Linked DNA regions of Mus musculus: regions 2 and 3 are each linked to region 1. A link is a contact called in public Hi-C data. All regions are on one chromosome and are shown on one strand. The core of a region is the stretch at or near the end of the contact, and the rest is flanking DNA. Distances in the headings are between cores, read along the strand shown. Region 1 has its middle 290 kb from the start of Pvt1. Region 2 has its middle 44 kb from the start of Gm41333. Region 3 has its middle 26 kb from the start of Pvt1.

Region 1 (4,986 bases), core at 1,413-3,912:
CTCCCTGCTGACTCATTCTGGGCACAGTTTCACTAAAACCCCAGAATTTTCATACTAGCACGTGTCTTCTATCCTCTAGTTGTTTTTTGTTTTATATTTGTTAGCTCTTTTTTTTTTTTGAGTGAACTAATTATTGAGATAGCAGGTGGAAGAACATTCAAATCATACCATTGATTATGAGGAAGTACAAGAATAAGCTTCATGATATGGTAGTGAGGAGCTACCAGTCACATCTATTTAACACTGTAGAGGCTCAGGCATGGACTTAGCATTTGTCTCTTGCTCCTCATCTGGATAGAGGTGCTGGTGCTAATGAGATAGTGGGTAAGCAGAAAGGCTAGTCCAGGGAGAATACCATCATCCTGGGATCCTAGGGGAAGCTAGAAGACAGGGGATGGTGATGTGAGGACAGAAAGCAGAGAACAGATATAAGAGCTGGCAGATCTGGTAGATCTGGGGTCTCATCTTTGCTTTTTCACTTGTGGCTTAATACATTCTTTGAGTTTCATTTTCTTCTCCTCCCCCTCCCTCTTCCTCATTCCCCACTTCCTCCCTTCTCCTTCTTTCCATCTTTCTTTGTATGAGGCATGGGTGTGTCTATTGCACACTTGCTGTAATGCACATGTAGAAGTCGGAGGACAACCTTGTAACATCTTACTTAATTTCCCTTTGGGCTAAGTATGGCAGCCTCACTGGCCCATGAGAGTCTTGACTTTCTTGGATTTCCATTGCCTATCTTGTCATAGTAGCACTGAGATTACATATACACGTTCAAACACTCAGCTTTTTACTTGGGTTCTGGGGATTTGAACTCAGCTCTTTGAATTCACGTGGCAAGCAGTTTACAAGCCTGAACTTTCCCTGCAGCCTGAACTTTGTTTTCTGAGCTTCAAGATACTACAGTTGGGTGAACAGATTTTAGTACATCCATGTAAGCACACATAGGGCAGATATGGGCTCAACTGAGAGACTCTGTCTCAAAAGATAAGGTGGAGAGTGATCAAGAAGGACTCTCAACATTAACCTAGGGCCTAATCATGCAGATGGCACCGTTTCTTGGCTTTAGTTCCAGGCCTGTTTAGCAGCGGAGAAGTTGAGTTGACCAATCATACATGTATTCATTCCCTTCCTGCCCTTGACTAGCTGCTTAGAAGTTCCTGCTGCCTTGACTGGTTCACTGGCCTAGAAGTGAAAGCTGGAATACTACCATCCTCCTCTGAGTTTCTTTGGTGATCCCATCACCAGGAGCAAAGCAGAATAGTGGGGATAACAGTTTCCTAGGAAATGCTGGAGAGGCATTTCACACGGGAGGAACCCAACATGGAAAATCTAAGAAGAAGGACAAGATCGTCCCAGGAGGAAGCCTTGACTTACCCAAGGTCATATATGATGGGTATGAGTGAACTCCAGAAGTGACACTTCTTCTGTTGACGCCACATTTTGATTCTTCCTTAAATATAGTGACTATGTCACATAGTCTACAACCAACACTGTGCTGGGATCTGCCAATGTCAGTGGGATTATGAGCCTGTCTTCTGACCTCATGCTTCTCTACTTCCTCCAGAGTTTGAGACTATAAAGGTCACCTTTACATTCTATGTCTTTCGTCTTCCTGAGCTTGACCCTCTGCTTCGGAAGACGCATGCTTAAGCTTGCCTAGAAACCCTCATTGCACAGCCCTTTAGTTGCCCCTTCTGTATGACTCTCTTTGTAGACAAAACCACAAACCCCGATGGGCAATTAGAGATTTTCAGTGGCAGCAATTTGGGATGATTTTGGCTAATTGCTGTCCTGTGTGAAAGAGTGGACATCGTCTTTGACAGCTGGCCTGAGCAGTCAGCAGTGTGTGAGGAGAGTTTCTCTTCTGACTTTGAAAGTGGTGGTGGGGGCAGGGTGGGCAGTGACCTGCTGTAGTCAGTCAGAAATGTTGTGTCTGCCTTTAGCCCTGCACTGGCAAACCCCTGAGCTCTGGCAGACACTGCACAGATTAAATAGGCTTTAGAGTATGCAGAGTTATATTCTCACTCACAGTTTAGCAAGTTTAACAAGGGTTGCTACTTTGTCTCAGCTGAACTGGGAGGATCCCTAGACAAGAAAAGGATGGGGAGTTTGATGACCTCATTATTTACTCTCCTAACGTTTGTTGGGAGTAAATTGTGTGGCCCCTTACTTCCCTCTCTCCCTCCTTCCTTGTTTTCTCCCTTCTTCCCTTCCTTCTCTTTTCTCTTTTCTTTTCTTTTCGTTTCTTTTCTTTTCTTTTCTTTTCTTTTCTTTTCTTTTCTTTTCTTTTCTTTTCTTTTCTTTTCTTTTCTTCTCTCTCTCTCTCTCTCTCTCTCTCTCTCTCTCTCTCTCTCTCTCTCTCTCTTCCTCCCTTCCTTCCTTCCTTCCTTCCTTGCTTCCTTGCTTCCTTGCTTCCTTGCTTCCTTCCTTTCAGTTATACTTTTCTGCTTCAGACAACCAAGCACACCACCAGAGAAAGAGGAAATCAGTTTCCATTCTTACTTTCTTCTAAGGGTAAAAGAATGCACTGGTTTCCTCCCATGGGATCCCTTTCCATCTCTGCCAGGGTCATCAGTGGGGTGGTGTTAAGTGCTGTGCGAAGGCTGGGAAGGTTCTTGTTGCCACACTCTCTGCCTGTGGTTTGTGTCACCTCTGGGCACTGTCCTTGTTCTCCTGAAAGCCGTGGTGTTTACAGTGAATGCAGCATGCTGGGATCACACTGTGAAGCTGTAGGGGGTGTCTGAGTTCACATGTCCTGCATTCCAGGCAAATGTTTTTAATATTGAGCAATGCTATGGTTTGCCAGGGTGAGGTCTGTGCTATTGGAATGCCACCGAAAAGGAAAGTCCCGGACAGATAGTGACTCAAATCATCTCCTCCACTCACAATCCTCGGGGCTTTAATTCCTACTCAATTCCCTCATGATAAATACAGCTCCGTGTGCTTACTGACCGCACCGCTCTTATTGGTTCTGATAAGTACAACTTTCCAAGAGATAGGGACGCAAATTGTCATATTTTGTTGAGTCATGTGTGCTCAGCAACTCTTTCCCAAACATTGCATCAGTAATTGGCAGCTCCCTGGTCTCTGCTGTATGACACTCTATGCCCAGGAAAAGCTCTATCCATTTCATGAAAGAAAGAAAGAAAGAAAGAAAGAAAGAAAGAAAGAAAGAAAGAAAGAAAGAAAGAGAGGAAGGAAGGAAGAAAGGTCTCTCTCTGCCTGGCTGTGATAGCCTGCTCTTAAGGAAGCTGAACCCCCAAGGGAGCAAAGACAAACTGCATTTTCAGATAAGTTAGAAAACTATGGCTATTTTACTTTCCACCTCCACTGGTCTCCTAGCAACAAGACAGCTGATGACTTCTACCAGGAAAAGGAAGCCTGGAACTTGGGGGAGCCCGTCTGAATTCTTGCTCGCAGTCTGATTTATTTGAAGCTTGGCTGCATTCTTGGGTGTGGAGACCCAGAAGTCCAGTCATCGGGGCATTCCCTGACCTTCACTTGACCTCCATCAATGCACAGATAGAGGGAAAACAGATGAGAGGTGCTTTCACAAGATTTCTTTCACAAGAATCTGCTTGGTGGGGAACAGATATTTCCTTTGATTTGAGGAAGGGCAGTCGAAAGCCTGCCTGTGACATGGAATGAAATCTCAGAAAAAGCAAGGAGCTAAGTGGGTATCAGAAACCAGGGGTCCTACTGGTGTCAATCTCTCCCTGAGGAGTTCAGGCAGGGAGTTCTTGTGCCCTTGTTCTTACATAGTGTTGATATTCTCAACTATAAAGTAAGGGGATTGAAACAGATGTCCTTTCAGGGTTGTAGGCCTCTATGTGTTCTTAAATAGTTTCCCAAATATACCATTATATCATCAGCCTTTCTGATTGTCTGTCTGTCTGTCTGTCTGTCTCTCTCTCTGTCTCTCTCTCTGTCTCTCTCTCTCTCTCTCTCTCTCTCTCTCACACACACACACACACACACACACACACACAGAGAGTCACTACATGTTGAGCAAGAATCCAAACTCAGGTGTGGCTCCTACCCTATTCATACAGCAGCAGCTATGTGGCTGACATCCGTGTCTTGTTAGATGGTTTTACTATCAACCGCTATTAGCCTGTGGAAGTAGAACTGGGAGATTCTTTTAACAGAGACTTAAGTTGTACTCTGCCTTTTAACATCTGGTAGACTTAGAAATAGGAATAAGAGCCTTTGAGTAGTTGCTACAATGTGGATTAGGAACCAGTGAAATGATGTGCATACTCAGTGCCTGTTCCATAGTAAGAGCTCAGTAAACAAGGAAGGGAGCTGGAAAGACAGACAGACAGACAGACACACACACAGATTTGTTCTAGGTCCCTGGAGTGTAGGGACTTGTCCTAATTGTCCCCTCACCTTGATATATTGTGTGGCACACAGATCAGAACTAACTTCTTTAGCCCAACATATTCAGCGCGCACACACACACACACACACACACACACTTGCACACACACAGGTACACACAGAGTTGTTCACACATAAATACACACTCATATACTCATGTACACACAGTCACATCCACACCCACATAGGCATATACATGCACACCTGCACAGGTATGCTAAAGAGTAATGAACACACCCAGTCTTGCCAGAACTTTTAAGCAAGGGCCTGAATTTTATAGCCACACTGCACAGCTAAAGTAACTGTCAGATGATCTAACAGTGATTGATATTTCATATACCACTTAGAATTGTTCTTCAATAATTCCTGGAATATGCAGTTTTGGCTTTGCCCAACACTCTTGATTCTGCACTGATTAGATAATATTAGGGCACTTCTTACTGTCCCCCTGCCACTCTTCCTTGCTCATCCCTTATTATGTCTTACACTTTTCTTTTTTAAACTTCATTGTTTCATAGCAGCTTCTCCAGATAGAGTTTGCTACTCTTCACAACCGTGAGGCTCAGGATGTGAGGGAGTAAAGACAACAGAGTGGGGAAGGAC
Region 2 (4,986 bases), core at 899-3,398, 380 kb after region 1:
TTTCCTTGTCCTCCAGTGACCCAAAGGATAAAGCTACAAGTAACAACATCAAGAGGAAAGAAGGGGGGTAGATAGAAAAAGAACAGACTTTCTGTGCTTCTTTCTTATTTACCAGTGTCTTTTATGTGTGATCTCTTTTTACAACTTAATGCTTCAACAAAGCACTAAGCTAGCCCCCATTAGCAACAACCTAGAGGACTAAGAGACTGATACTGAAGTCAAAGGCATTTCTCTGATATGTCAGCCAGATCCCTCAGCTCAAACTACATGTGCTTGCTTAACCAGGCAGTTTTTCAATGTCTCTTCTCTAGGGTGAAAATATTGGGTGGCCCAAACTTCATAGTCAAACACAGTCCTAGAGTCACCCCACCATCTGGTGAGCTAGCTCAGACACACAGAGGTGCATCCATGGAGAGTGAAGTGGCATGAGGTATGAACACTGTGAGAGAAGATGGGTGCCAGGGTTCTGGTAAACACCACCTGGGTCCAACTTCTGTGACTGTCCTCATACTTGAGATACAAAAGTGGTTTGGAAGATCATGTCTCTGACTTTCATTTTTCAAAAAACAACAAACAACAACAACAAACAACAAAGGGAATATGTAACCAAACTCTTGGTCACCAGGGCTGTTTATGTTTGTCTTACATTCATATTTTACATATATATATGTGTGTGTATACACACATAAATATATTATATATATGTATATACTATTTTATAATTGTACTAATATATATTAATAAATATGTTATGGCAAATATAATTTTAATAGATGTTGCCAGTTGCTTTTTTTATAGATACGAAGACTTCTGTTTCTTAAGATGTTCATAAGGAAAAGCAGGCCTTTGAATGTTTTACCAATCACATTAGCTCTAGAATCAAGTCATACAATGTTTGAATCCACATGCACTTCCTTCTGCCCTAGTTCCTTCTGCCTATATACTTTTAAGGGACAATGATTCTGCTGGGTCCCTTACTCATGCTTCATGCTAGAATTCCAGCTGGTCTTGTGATATTTTCTCTCAGATAATTTCAATTTCCTTCTGCTTCTGTGGCCCCAGATACATTCTTCGAACTATCTAGCCATAAGGTCGATTAACGTGCAGCCTTTCTATCCCCCTCTGAAATGCTACTTCTCCTCCTAAACTCTGAGCAGAGTCCATTTATCTCACAAACTATATCTGCTGTGAAGGTACGTATGTTCCGCATTTGTTCTATAAAACAATCACATTGGTCAGGGATTGATGGTTCCTATGCTTTGGATAAGAAAACAACTCAGAGAGATTAGATCAGAGGCCCAGAATGATGACTGCTGTGGATATTGGCAGATTGGGCTAACCAATCTCCCTGTCTCCACGTTATCATGATTTCTGGGCCAGCACCTTGCCACTTTATCTATATACACTGCTACCCATGATAATAATCTTCCTTCTAGGAAGCTTTAAGTAAAGATGCTTTTAAAGAATCCAGTGTCTCTGTGCCTCAGTTTCCCCATGTATTATAAGAAAAACAACAAAACTGAATTACCTATGTTTGGTTAGAGGAGGTAGTTTTATTTCTTCTCTGAAATGAGATGAATGCAAATTGCCTTGTTATTTCACTAATTAATAACATCTGCTTGGAAATGCAGCTATTAGCACACAATAAACGATATGGGTTATAATTATGGATGGCAGTAATTGCTTCGCTTTGCCTTACCTTCATCCCAGTTTATCTCCCTGAACTATAGCTATCCTTGTAGGGGTTAGGGAAAATATATTAGAAGCTTAACAATGGGTTCTTTTCCCATGGGTTTGGAAACTGATGAATCAGCATACTTTCTTTAGGCTTCAAAAGAATATGTTCCTGCCACACTGAAGCTAAGTGGGCTGTTCAAAACATCAGGTGAGTCCAGCTTCATGCTGCCTTCCTGGGGCATGACCTGTTCCACTCCCCTCCTGATCCCGTGTGCCCAATGTCACCTGGAACCTGCAATCTGGAAGCAGAAAGTCCTTGACTGGAGTCAGTGGAGAGAAAATCGTCACCTGCTTGGGCACAAACATACATAGTGACTGCGTCACTGTTTGTCAAGTGGATCAGCTAATAGTTGTTCAGCGGACCTTCAAAGCTCCAAGGCGACACTGCCTTTAAATTCCATCAATTCACTCCCTGGGCAGAGGCCTTGGACTTTAGCTCTCAAGGGCTCTGAAAGCATTTTGAGCCTGCTGACTGACTGCGGGGTGGACCTTGGTTAAAGTTTAGGAGAAAAACACTAAGTTTATGCTTCATCACCGCTGGCGCAACCATGTCCCCCCCACCCCCACCCCACCCCCCACCCCACCCCCCACCCCCACCCCACCCCGTGCTACAGCACTTTGGTGCTTCCTGGCTTGCCTCCCCTGGGACACTGCCCAGTATTGACTACCAGTAGGACTTTCTTTCTCACCTAATGACCTACCTACTGATGCCATCTCTAAGGACCTTGACGCTCATGCTACCTTCTGACCTTGTCCATTGTTCCTCATGTTCCTAACACTAGCCTATGTGTTTGATTTTTTTTTTTAATATAAAAGAGCACAAGTACCCAGAAGGCATGACAAGTATCTGTTTCAGCCAGTGCTTTTTCTCTGATCCCCGAGAAAGTGTTTGAATAAGTCAACAGATGGGTGGAGGAGTGATTAACCCCTTCTTACAAGTGCATGGACTGGGGAGCAGAGGGCAATGATAGGCTAGTCACGATCAACAGTGTTTAGGGACAGAGCTAGTGGGATAACTAAGAATCTGGAATAGTTTTATAATTTTTTTTATATGATATCCTTCCCCAATTTTGCAGCTAATGCATCTCTCTTGACTCACCTTCCTTCTGGTTTAGTTGACTACATGATGCCTATATCTGGGAGACTTAGGAAGGAAAAATCTTTATTATCCAGGTTCTTATTAAGTTTGCATGTTTTAGAGCTTCCTTTAAAAAAAAAAAGCCTGAATGTGACGCTATTGTATTTTAAAGCATGCTCTAACATGAGCAAGCTTTATCATTTATTGTACAAGCATGTTTGCATATATATATATATATATATATATATATATATACACATATGTACACACATACACACACATGAAAATCCCTAGAGAACTCTATGATCTTGCAGTATATTTCACATGTACTTAATAATTAAAATTGCACTAAGCTCAATTTCATAAACTTTTTCATGTGTTATAAACAGTTTGTTATTTTTATTATTAATTCATGTATTTATTTGTATTTATTTTTCATGAGAGAGTCTCACTATGTGGTTCTGATTGCGCTGCAATTCACTTCCTAGATCAGGCTGGCCTGGGACTCTCAGAGATCAATCTGCCTCTACCTCCTGAGTGCTGGGATCAAAGGTGTGTGCCACTACTCCCAGCTGTTAACCAGCTTTCTCATGTCATTAAAACTAACAGGCTTGGGAGTTGTGAATATTTCAACACATGCCTGTGTCATGAGTTTCCCTATTCACTTTCCTGTTGACATGACAAGCCTCCTTCCATTGTTTATTTACGTGATTTTTAGGTTCCTGTCCTATTTTATACGATTACTAATACAATGTTAATGTTTCCCTGCTTTTCCAAGCAAATATATATGTATGTATATATATATTATTTATGTTTTGCTAAAATTATAAGAAATAATCTTGAAAATCGCAGGAAATAGCTCAAAATTTCTCTGTCCCAGTCACCCCTGAAGACTTCTCTCATTTGCATTTTTAGTCTTTGAAGCTGAATAGAAGGTGGGAGTCTGTTTGAGGGGTGGACAGGAAACATTGGCCAATTTGAGAGCAAATAGAGGTTTGGGGAGTGTGTTTACATTCTGTCCCACGTGTGGGATCCTGGCCTTTGTAGGCAGGCGGATAAAAAGGCAGGCCTGGCTTTCATGGCGCCTGAGGACCTCTGTGCTTTAACAACACAGGCACAAGTTGTTCTGGGAGCTGGTCAACATGACTCAGCCACAGAAACATAGCAGTTTGCAAGGCCAGGACCTGTTCTTCCTCCCAAGTTCCATGGAGAAAGAAAGGCCAGCAAAGATCTCCAGTCTGAGAAAGAACTCTGTGTTCAGAGTGTCTGGACCCAGCAGGCTATTCCAGCCATAATTCTGGCTGGGGAGATGCCCTAGCCACATGCCTACCATACTTGCACAGTTTAGATGGATGCTCTCCCTCTCACTGAAGCCCCACATAATCGCCACCATTGATTGGGTACCTCCTGTGTGCCAGTTTCTAAGCCATGCACTTTCAATCCTCAAAATAACACCTCAAGGCTAGTATTGTTGACTGTGTTTTCGAAATAAAGACACTGAAGTTCAGAAAGATTAAGAGAGCTGCCTGAATCATACAGAACTGGGATTTAAAACTGGCATGTGTGACTTTAAAGTGCGTGCTTTGGACAACACCTGTGTCCTGAAGAATACAGTCTGTTTGCCCAACATCCATAATTCTAGCAACAGTAGTCCTGAACTATATTGTATTAGAATGATCCATTCATCAACACTACAGTGAGTACGTACTTTGTACTCTTTGTCAGGCTCTATAGTAACTTCTATTGTAGAAACTGAAGTAACTGTCTTCACTGTTGCTAAGGGAAGATGAAGGAATGGAATCAGGAGCTGGACCTGGATCACTACTTTCATCACAGGGACTAGGTGATCACAGAAATAACACAGTAAATACCTGTAGACCAGAAGGAGTCAAGACTGGGTGATACATTGTAAAGCATTTGAAAGCTAGTCTGAAGACATTACTCTTAGGGTTAGTTTGTACTGGCTGTGAAATAGTCAGGACTTGTGTTGAGTCTCTCTGCAGTACGTCCTTCTCTGTAGGGGAAGACAGTACCAGATCCTGTGGATTCAGTGGATCAGAGAATCCGTTACAGGCATTAGAGCACTCAGGAAGGGTAAATGTCAATTGAATATATGTTTTGTAATATATGTTGGTCAGTTTTGTAGGCTTTAGAAGTTCTATTCATCAACT
Region 3 (4,986 bases), core at 1,312-3,811, 320 kb before region 1:
TGTTCATATGTCTGTGTGTACGTTTGTGTGCATTTGTGTATTTGTGTGTGTTCATGCATCATGTGTGTACATGTAGAGTATATGTGTTCATGTAAGTATGTGTGCGTATGTGTGTGCTCAGGCACATACATACTAACACTTTTATGAGAATTGCCCATGAGTGACTATGAAAAGAAAAATCATTTATAAGTAAGTACATATCTTGTCATCTCAGACCCCCTGGAAGTTACTTTCTCTGTGGAAGCCAGCCTGTTTTATAGGATCTTCTTGGAAAGGAAAGAACATCTCTTTGCCTGGGCATTTCCTTATCATGTCAGGCTCTTTCATGTCCATGATTCTGTGAACTCCTTGTGAGGAGGTGGGGACTGTGAGAGCAGATTGAGTCCCCCTGCTGCCATCACAGGCTGTTTGGAGAGCTGATGAGACCTAACTCCTGGGTGGGCTGACGCTGCTTCTGGACTGGACCCTTCATAGTACCCTCCTCTTCTATTCATTTTCAAATATCAAGAGGAGAGGCCAGGCTCCTTTCTTCCCTGCCTGTAGGGCAGTAGGGCTACAGTGACAGTAAGGAGGGAGCCAGGTAAGAGTCCTTGACCTTCCTTGACTGCTTCTCCTGGTTGACACGCTTGAACTTGTCCTGACGCTTCAGCTGAGCAAGCTATGAGAGCTGTGTTGGGAGGTAAATTCTGCCATGTGTCAGCTGTGTGGCCCTTTACTGTCTATGTGATTCTACTGGACCATCTCTGCTGAACTGTGTTTCAGGGGATAGAATGACAATGATTATATTTGGTCTCTTGAGAATTTTCACCAGGAGTATTGGCACATGCTTGTGATCCCAGCACTTGGGAGTCTGAGGCAGGAGGATCAAGACTTTAAAGACAGACTACTCTACAAATCTCAAATCTAAAAAGGAAAAAGAGAAAAGAAAAGAATAAAAGAACAAAAGTTAGGGGTTTTTTTTGTTTTTTTTTTTTTGTTTTGTTTTTGTTTTTTTACCTTTTGCTTGGTCTGACTAAGAAATGTCTGATTCATATTAATCACAATAATGACCAGCATGGCAAGATATCTTAAAAGTGTGATAGTGGCAGTCATATCTTGGTAGTAACCAATAGCTCTTTAATTGGATTGAAGGCCCACTAAACAGGAGCGAAATCTTGCCTGGTACTGAAAATCCAGCCAATTACCAAGGCCAATGAGATTATGTATCTTAGATGAGAACCTACTACTACCACTTACTAAACCAGCCTAATTCCTAACTACATTCCAAAACCTTCCCTAATATCCACAGACACATGAAGTTCTCATCCCTCGCCAAAGAGGCAAAGAGGCTCTGTAGCACATGGAGACCACTACAGAAAACTACAACTAGTAAAATCAGATAGCAACTGATCAGAGACTCTACTGCCCCATTGAAAACATCTACAAGGCAATTCCTGTGTATACAGCTCAGGGAACAGTACAGAAGGGAGAACAAATAGATTCTAACAGCCGGAAGCCCAGGAAGATTCCTGAGATTGGATCTCTTAGAAATAACAGGAAAGCTACACCCTACAACAACAACCTTGCTACCTGAACCTGGACAACACCAATAGACATGCTAATGTGGAAGGAGGAAATCTCAATGAGTCCCACCCTGAAATGGTTACCTACAGGAAACTAATGCCTACTGAGAAGGGAGAATTAGTCTTCCACAGAAATGAGGCTCTACTACAGACTGACCAGTGCTGAAATCACACACAGAAGTAACACTCAGTGAACTCAGCAGGTTGTGTCTATATATGCATGCATTTTTTTAAAAGGAAAACAGTATGAATTCCAGAAGAAGTCAAGGGCAGAATGTGGGAGGAGTTAGAGAAACTGGACATGGGAAGGGTTGGAGGGAAGAAGGGGAAGGTGGAGGAAATGATTCAATAATATTTCAATTCTTTTTTTTTCTTAAACTAAAGCATAAAAAATAATTGCTTGGTTACTTAAAATACACAATTGTGCAAAAGATACATTACTATATGGCTGAGGACATAGCACATGAACATCTTCCCAAAATGACACCTGAAGTCTACCACAGCAAGTAATACAGGAGACAGCACGGCAGAAAACCACAATACCATTTCTCCCATAGAGAGAAATGTTGATACCTGTGCCTTTCTCATCTTGCATGGGAACGAATACAGAAATGAATGGATACATGAAAGCCACCACCTCTAGGCAGTTCTGGATGCCATAACTATATACATTGAAAGTCTTTTGACTACCACTGAATGCTGTCCAGAGGAGAGGAGAGAACAATGTCTTTGATGACTCGGCCACTCATAGCTTTCAGCGTTGTTGTGACTTCAAAAACTCCATGTCTGGCTCTTGCTTCTTGAACTCCTTGTGCTGCATCTAATGTCAGAGCATCACTTACTGGGATAGTTAATGTTGTCAGCTTGCCAAGATCTAGATCACCCAGGAGCTGGGCCGCTGGGCAGGCCTGTGAAGAATCAGCTTGATTACATTAATAGAGGTGGGAAGACCCAACCACTAAGGTGACATCATTTCCTCATTGGTTCCTGGGCTGTGTGAATGGAGAAGCAGAACCTAACATCAGCAAGCATTGGTTTTTCTCTGCTCCTCAAATGTGGATATGGTATGTAACAGGCTGCTTCAAGTTCCCTGTTGTTGACATTCCTCCACAAGAAACTGTGACTTAAAATAAATATTTGCTCCTCCAAGAGTTGCTTCTGTCACAGTACTTTATCATAACAAAAGGAAATAATCGCAGACCTTAATTATTGCCACACTTTACTTCTCTTGCACCTGTTCCTGGAGAGTCACCAGGAAAAAGTACAGAGGGAATACCAAACTCACCTACCCAGGAAGTCCTTCAGGCTAGAACCACCATGGCTTCTTTGTGACCCAAGGGCTTACGTAGCACTTGTCTGCTTAGCAGTTGCTAAATACTTTCTTGCCATTTTCACTGAACCCAGGGAAACCAGGACATGGAATTGGATTTAGGGACCACTCCATGAGATGGGAAGAACATGAAATTAGAAAGGTCCAGCCAAGTGTGGTGGCCTATGCCTTTAAACCCAGCAATTGGGAGACAGAAACAGGATGGACCTCTGTGAGTTCAAGGACAGCCTGATATACAAAATGAGCTCCAGGATAGCCAAGGGGAAAAAACCTTGTCTTGGGAAGTGTCTTGGGTAGGGTGAGGGAAGTCTGAGAGGGAAAGCTACTACTATTATTCGGCTACAGGAACAGGCAATAAAATGACTCCTAATGACTTTAGTTACACCCATTGGATGGGTGCATTGCACAATCCTCACCATAGGATGGTTTCAATGGATGGACATTAGCATAGGGATCCACAACTGGGCAATCCACTGAGAGTAAGGGATTTTGAAGCAATCACTTCTAAATGGGCTGTCTTTCTCAAGCCCATCCTCTCTAGGATCAGAGATCATCAGGAAAGGAAGTGGAGAGATTATAAGAGCCAGAAGTAGTTGATGGTTGCCTTTCAGACACAACAGAACTGAGAACGAGACTGTGACGGCACACCCAGGACCTTCACATATGTAAACCAGACAGGATCGCACCACTTTGAAGGAAAAGGAGACACTAAGTCCCATGCCTTACCTGAGAAGCTATTTGCAGTTGATGCCCACCGAGAAAGGAATGTAGTTTTCTCCACTAGAGTGTCACTGGATCTATCAACCACGCTCTAGGATAGGCCCCAAGCCCAGGAGTTGTTGGCCAACACAAAATGAACTCCATGGGTTTTTGTTTCACTTTGTTTTATTTTAGTATTTTCTGTCTTACTGGTTTGTTGTTTTGATTTTTTGTTTGCTTGTTTTGAGAGAGAAAGAGAACATGAAGTTGGGTGAATAGGGAGATGGGGAGGTGCTGGGGGCATTTGCAGGAGGGGCAAATATGATTAAAATACATACAAATACTTTTTGTTTTCCTTTTTTATCTTTTGTTTGTTGTTTTCTGAGACAGGGTTTCTCTGTGTAGCCCTGGCTCTCCTGGAATTAGCTATATAGACCAGGCTGGCCTGGAGCTCAGAGATGTGCCTGCATCGAGTGCTGGCATTAAAGTTGTGTCCCACCACTGACTTGTGAAAGGATTTTTAAGTTAAAAAAAAAAAAATCAAAAAAAAGGTAAGCCTGCTTTTGCTTTGGGTTGAACTGAAAGCGACCAATGGACTCAGCCAATCCCTCCACCAAGGCTGATGACAACCAGAATTCAATCCCCAGGACCCACAGTGTGGGAGGTAAGAAATTTCCCATGAAGGTTCCTCTCAACATGCACACAATAAGCACATAACTAGAAATATTAAAATTTGTGTCACCGGGCGTGGTGACGCACGCCTTTAATCCTAGCACTTAGGAGGCAGAGGCAGGCAGATTTCTGAGGCCAGCCTGGTCTATAGAGTGAGTTCCAGGACAGCCAGGGCTACGCAGAGAAACCCTTTCTCAGGGAGAAAAAAAAAAAAAAAAGAAAGAAAGACTGAAAGAGGCCTGTGAGTTCTAAGCCAGCACTGGAAATACAATGAGATTGTGTTTCAAAAACTTAATAACAATGGCTGGAGCATGGTCTCAGGGATTTGAAGCAATTGTTGCTCTTCGAAAGGACCCAATTGGATTCTCAGCATTCATCTAACAGATACAACTATGTGTAGCTCCAATTTTAGGGATCTAGGATCTTCTTCTAAACTTTGTGAGTACCAGACACACATATAGTGCACATACAAGCATTCAGGCAAAACACTCATAAACTCAAAATAGTAAAATAAATAAATATTTATTAAAGATTAAAAAAATTAAGGATGATGACTAGAGAGAATGATGATACAGTTGAGTGACACCAACATCCTGGAGCCTCAGGTTTCATAAAACCACTCAGTGACTCCAAGCCACTTCTGGTCCATTTTCTAGTGTTTAGCCTAAAGCCCAGGATCCCTTGACTATGTTTATTTAAATGGGATGAGGAAGGCACCGTGGA

The links. Hi-C and Micro-C count contacts between places; a contact is called where the count stands out from the background.
Region 2: a contact with region 1 is called in a Hi-C map of liver, with 6 times the contacts expected there. A contact is called at or near these places in 4 of 484 Hi-C or Micro-C datasets (embryonic fibroblasts, liver, muscle stem cells and 1 more) and 2 of 130 datasets of targeted methods (embryonic fibroblasts and liver).
Region 3: a contact with region 1 is called in a Hi-C map of the N1E-115 cell line, with 2.3 times the contacts expected there. A contact is called at or near these places in 3 of 484 Hi-C or Micro-C datasets (the N1E-115 cell line, bone marrow-derived macrophages and nephron progenitors) and 2 of 130 datasets of targeted methods (the NIH/3T3 cell line and embryonic fibroblasts).

What each region holds. Positions count from the first base shown.
Region 1 is chr15:62,325,764-62,330,749 of GRCm38.p6, forward strand. No RefSeq gene overlaps it. Among named protein-coding and RNA genes, the nearest start is that of Pvt1, 290 kb to the left of the region's middle.
Region 2 is chr15:62,710,558-62,715,543 of GRCm38.p6, forward strand. No RefSeq gene overlaps it. Among named protein-coding and RNA genes, the nearest start is that of Gm41333, 44 kb to the left of the region's middle.
Region 3 is chr15:62,009,375-62,014,360 of GRCm38.p6, forward strand. No RefSeq gene overlaps it. Among named protein-coding and RNA genes, the nearest start is that of Pvt1, 26 kb to the right of the region's middle.